2 separate regions of the Manis pentadactyla genome follow, and region 1 is linked to region 2. The links are chromatin contacts, called in public Hi-C maps. All regions are on one chromosome and are shown on one strand. The core of a region is the stretch at or near the end of the contact, and the rest is flanking DNA. Distances in the headings are between cores, read along the strand shown. Region 1 holds the start of ANKRD17 (ankyrin repeat domain 17). Region 2 holds the start of LOC118933344 (cytochrome c oxidase assembly protein COX18, mitochondrial).

Region 1 (3,033 bases), core at 250-2,749, 180 kb before region 2:
AGAACTCTTTTTGGCCTTGTTGTAAATAAGGAAAGAGTGGAACCAGAAATGTGGAGGATTGAAGACAGAAAAGATAATAAATGAATGAGAAAGAGGGGACTGGGACTAGAGTACAGATGGATAATTCATCTTACAGGATGCAGGGAGTGTCTTATTCCTCTGATACTAGAGAAAAGGAAAGATTTGGAAGCATCTAAGTTTCTAGCATTTGGAAAATTGAACTTTGTGCCTAATAGCATCTACCTCTTGTGACATTTGAAGTAAAACCATGTAATGAAATGAGCTGGGATTTAAAGACCGCAAAAAGTATTCTATTGTTAGGAAGGAAAAATGCTGAAGGATATACAAAGTAGGAGGGAGGAATCCAGCTGAAGTTATAGAACCTAAATATGCAGTTCTAAGATACACAATGTAGTGTACTGTTCTGCACAGGAACTCAGTAACAACTAGGAGAGGAACGGGCAGATGATTAGTACTTTGTGAGCATACTTTTATCTTACATATTTATCAAACCTTAAAAGTCCTTGGAAGCAGACTGATTTCATTAACTATGCACACAGTAGGCTCATGATGAAATTTTGCTTGAATGAACTGATTCAGTCATTACCAATTCTGCCATAGTACTCTGTCGAGTATTGGCAACTGCCCACATTTCATATGGTATGCCAATGCTAAAAAGAAACAAAAATGCTAAAAAAAAATTCAGGCACACTCAGCTAAACTTAGCAGTTTTAAAATGGCAAGTATGTCAGCTGAGGCATACTTTTTATTTTGTGCCAGTACATCTGTCTTTGATGTTTGCTTCATTTTCCTTACGCCACTGTACTATTGGACCAGGAAGGGATAATTTTTAATTAACAAAACTACACCATTATTTCAAAAGTCCTGAAAGTTCTTCAGATACCTACAAATGAACTCACCCCCATCAAATTATTCTTTCTAAGGCTGGATAGACAAGGATGATTACTTATGATGCTCACTTCACAGACAAAAGGTAAACTGGTGAGAGGTGGAAGAACTAGATCAGGGTCATTCAGTGAATTGTCCGCAAAGTCCTTCTCCTGCGTTCCGTTTGGAAACTAGAGTTGTTATCTAAGACATCACCTAATCAAACTCATTCATATTGCCCAGGTGTAAACTTAGACTCAGGAAGTCTTTGCCTCAAAACTCAGAGAAGCCAAAAGAGGCTCTTTCCCTCACACGACGCCATCTCTCATGATTCCAAACTCACGATTTGGCGGCGGAAAAAAAAGGCCAGGAGTGAACACTACGTACTTCACTCGACAATGAGGCCCCACCTCCGGGATCTGCGGCCCCGGCGGCCAGCTAACAGCGACTGGGCCGCATTTCCGCCCCAGCTTCCAACCCGACCCGGGGCCGCTCCTCTCCAGCATGCCCTCCCGCTGAGGCCCGGAAGCCGGCCCTAGAAATCTCATTTTCGTCTTTTGGCCACCCGCGCGCCACCGCTAGGGCGACGGCTGATGGCGTCACCTGCACTTCCGCCTGCGACTGCGTTCTAGTTACAAGCGAGGAAGGAAGAAGAGCGTTCTGAAGGGCTGTGTGTGGGGAAATAGCAAGGAAAGAGAAGAAATCCCGGTGCTCGCGGGCGCCACAGCAGTCACCGCGGCCCTTCTCTGTCCCCGCCGTCCCCCCATCGGAATCCGCCCCAGGCACACACCCCCCGTCTCCTCACGGTCTCCCCTCCGCTGGGTCTCCCGACACCCGGGTCTCCCTCTGCGCCTCCCCCACCCTCGACCTTGCTCCCTCACGCTCCCTCCCTCTTCCTCCTACCCTCAGGCTCCCCGCCCTTAGTATCGCGAGACGAAGTGAGAGCTGGCGGAGCGGCGGCGGCGGCGGCAGTAGAGGTGACCGAGGCGGTGGCGGCGGAGGCGGCACCGAGCGCTGTGCGGCCCCGGTGCGGCCGAAGTCGCGGTAGCGCGGAATCCCCACACCCCTCCCCCGTCCGCGCCCTCCATCCTTCCCTGGGGATGGAGAAGGCCACGGTTCCGGTGGCGGCTGTGGCGGCGGCAGCTGAGGGAGAAGGGAGCCCCCCGGCGGTGGCGGCTATTGCAGGCCCCCCCGCGGCGGCGGCGGCGGCGGAGGTCGGCGGCGGCAGCGGGGCTCGCTCGGCCTCGTCTCCTCGTGGTATGGTGCGCGTCTGCGACCTGCTCCTGAAGAAGAAGCCGCCGCAGCAGCAACACCACAAGGCCAAGCGTAACCGGACTTGCCGACCCCCCAGCAGCAGCGAAAGCAGCAGCGACAGCGACAACAGTGGCGGCGGCGGCGGCGGCACCAGCAGCAACAACAGCGAGGAAGAGGAGGACGACGACGACGAGGAGGAGGAGGTTTCTGAGGCAAGGGCCTGGTTTCAGAGGAAGGCGGGCGGAGGGGTCTGTAAAGGGTGGGAAGGTAGAAAGGGGCTTGCGGTGGGACTCATTCCTGCAGGTCGCACCCTCTTAGGGGCCAGGCTTTCCACTGCCCTCTTTCTTTCCCGGCCTAACCGGTGAGGTGTGGGGCTGTGGGGGAGGGTAGCTGACACGTGGGGATGGGATGGGAGGACCGCAGAGTCAGGGGTTGGTGAGCAGCATGTTGCCTTGGGATGGTTCACATGGTTAAGGATGGAGGGAACTGGTTAGATTACCTATTTGCACACCGGCGGGGTCCGCCTGGGGTCAGCAGGGCTATGTTATTCCTGGGGCGGGAGCGGGACCAACGCGGGAGGGGTAAGTTAATAGGTAGATGAGCCCCTTGGGGAACTACTAGGAGGCTGGTTAATTTTTCCCGGTTGTGCGGTGGAGGGGAGCAGTTTTGCGGGGAGGTAAGGTTGTAATGGCTTCAGAGCTAAGTATTTGTGTCTGTGAGGGACACGTGAGAAGCTGTACTTTTCCATACTGTTTTGCCGCAGGTTTTTTTCATAATTATTGTGGTTGCTGAAGTAACCTTCACTTCCTCGATCTCTCAGGGATTTTTGGATGAACTGATCTTACATCCGTATACATTTATAGATAACTATCTCAGTGACTGAAAATATAT
Region 2 (2,808 bases), core at 37-2,536:
ACATACTGAAAGGGGAGAGTCTCTAGGCCCAAATGCCACTGTGGACGACTCTAAATGTCATCAGTTCTCTAGAAGAATGATGCAACCGCACTGAAGTCGCTTTTTTATTACCACAATCTTTAGACGAAGATATTTCCACTTAAAATTCATTTCCACCTTAATCAGTAGTCAGCAACCTGTCACTTCTTTTTTAACTTAAAAGAAATTACTTTTAAGAGGGAAAAATGCATAGGGAAACAGATGGGTAAGCTTTTTCTTTTAAAAGTAATGTATATAGCATACGTTGGGATGTGTGTGTTTAAGCACATTTAAAAATTCATGTCTGGACTTCTCAGATGTCGATTTGAAGGTAGATGACTTCCAGAATCAGTGAAAAAGACTATTCTGGCTCCCTGGGGTAGGTGTGTAATGAAACAACAGCAGCTGCAGTTGACAGTGCCCCAACTTTTGTCACAGTCTTTTTTCTAATCAGCATTTTACTCCATGCAACACCATTTGGCCTTTAGGTCTAGGGGTAACCTTTCTGCGAAGAAATTACCTCATTCCAGTTGCTGTTGCCAGAAACACAAAAGTGAAAACTAGTCCCACAGACATGGCCCGTTCCTTTTAACCAGAAGACACCTAAAGCTACTGTTAAGGCTCTTGAAAGCGTATCTAGGATACATGCAAACTCTAGTAAAAGAATTCACGGTGTTTCCACTGTTAATTACTCCTAAGTCAGGAGATGATACTTTACTCTTAATAGATCTGCTATTTTCTAAAGTTTTGGATCAAATGTTGAAGGAAAGTCAGTTTGCACGTAGGGTAAAAATGCTAACTGGAAGAAATGAGCCACTCAGATCTTTATTCCACAAACTGAAGTATGCCTCAAGCATAAAAACTTGACGGCTGGAAACATGCCTCCAAGCTGGCATTTCAGCAACGTGACGACTCTTTAGCAGTATTAACAAGTCTCAGTCTCTAGCGGAAGCGACCAGGGCGCACGTAAAGAGATGGGAGACTATCCTTTGGTCACAAAAGACCCACCAAGCTCAGTCCCGTACAAATGGCATAACTAGTTTAAGTTTAAAAGAAAGGAAAGGCACATGCTGAAGACCGTTTCTACAGGGCGATCGCTTCCTAAAACTCACGTCCGGCCCAGGGCAGCAAACCCACCCACGGCTCTACAGTTCCGGCCTCGGAAGAGTTCCACGCCAGCAGACGGGAGTTCCGGATGCGTGCAGTAGGCCAGCCCAGTGCCGCGTGGGGAAGGCGGGACTTCCCCCTCTCTTGCGTCATCTTCAGTGCGACGCAAGACGTCCTTGGCGTGTTTGGGAAGGGCCGTAGTGGCTGTCTGCGGGCGCGCGTTCTCTGTATCCCCAGGATCGTCAGTGCATGCGCGTGACGGCCCCGCGGAGCAGCGCGGGAAGCTCTTTCGTGTGTCCCGCGATTCGGACACAGGCCTGCTGTAGGCATGTTGTGCCGGCTTTGCGGTAGGTTGCAGCGGCCACTGCCTGCCCTGCTGCTCGGGGCCCGGGGCCCACCACTTGCACCGGCCCCAACGGGCGGCACCAAACGCTCCGCTCTGCCAGTGTGGGCGGTGGCGTCAGTCTCTGCAGTTGGCCCAGGCGGCGCGGGCAGCTGGTACGAGGCCCTAGCCACGTCAGCGCCGGTGCAGGGCACGGAGCAAATGCTGCTCTGCGCACACACCGCGACAGGCCTTCCCTGGTGGGGCAGCATTCTTCTCACCACCGTGGCCCTGCGCGGCGCTGTGACGCTGCCGCTGGCCGCCTACCAGCACTACATCCTGGCCAAGGTGAGGGGCGTCGAGCCGTGCCGGGACTCTGCGCATCAGCCTCCGCGGTGAGGGTGGTGGACGCCTCCCCCGAAATTTTGCAGTGCTTAGTGTTAATCATCGTGACCATTTTATTGCTAAGAAATTTAACTAGCACTGACTACTATGTGAAATGAGAGATGTGTGGTAACACATGCAACCCGTCATTTCGTTTACTCTGCTGGGTTTGTGCCCAAAGCACAAATGGTGTAACTATGCTTGGTGTTCGTGAATGAGAAAAATAAAGGAATCAGCAGGAGAAATTGTGTGGAGAAACCTGTAATTTTTCCGTCTTAAAGGTTGTAACAGCTTGTATGTCTGCAGCATCTTTCATCCCCAAATAGTCCAACTGATCTTACTAGAAAAAATTACTAAGCTAGCAATTTGCAAGCTTGATTCTTTATTCAGGCTGTACCACCTACAAGCCTGTGTCCGGTTACTCACAGCCATATGACCTGCCGTGCTTCCTTATCCTTTTAGGACGGTATGGGCACACCTAGAGGATTTGTTGCAGGTATAGTTCCAGACCACTGCAATAAGCAAATACTGCAGTGAAAGGAGTCAGATAAATTTTTTGGTCTCTTCATGCATGTAAAAGTTGTGTTTACGCTATACTGTAGGCTTAAGCATTCAATATAGCCTTATGTCTTTTAAAAATATAATTTAAAAATACTGAAAAATGCTAACATCATTTGAGTTTTCAGCAAATTGTAATCACTGATCACAGATTACCGTAACAAACACAATAATAATGAAAATGTTTGAGAGAACAGGATTTTAGAAGTTAAGGAATTTGCCCAAGATCACACAGCTAAGAGTACAAGCTGGAATTTGAATTCAGTTGTAACTGAGAATATCTTAAGCAAATTGATGGCTTAAGCTTAGACTTAAGTTTTCTTTAGTCTTATGCTTAGACTTTAAGTTTTCATTTTACATTTTCAAATGAGTTGAAGGGATAGTAACATTATGAATGATTATGAATAATGATCTTTTAT

The links. Hi-C and Micro-C count contacts between places; a contact is called where the count stands out from the background.
Region 1: a Hi-C map of blood shows a contact between it and region 2, with 5 times the contacts expected there. The contact joins the promoter of ANKRD17 here to the promoter of LOC118933344 in region 2. A contact is called at or near these places in 2 of 3 Hi-C or Micro-C datasets (blood and skin fibroblasts).

The regions. Positions count from the first base shown.
Region 1 is chr5:59,948,694-59,951,726 of mManPen7.hap1, reverse strand. It overlaps ANKRD17 (ankyrin repeat domain 17), which reads left to right and starts at 1,499. Exons shown (of 32, transcript XM_036927556.2): 1 at 1,499-2,354. The coding sequence starts at 1,989. It overlaps LOC118933358 (a long non-coding RNA gene), which reads right to left and starts at 1,924. Exons shown (of 5, transcript XR_005033085.2): 1 at 1,792-1,924.
Region 2 is chr5:59,773,152-59,775,959 of mManPen7.hap1, reverse strand. It overlaps LOC118933344 (cytochrome c oxidase assembly protein COX18, mitochondrial), which reads left to right and starts at 1,286. Exons shown (of 5, transcript XM_036927533.2): 1 at 1,286-1,795. The coding sequence starts at 1,454.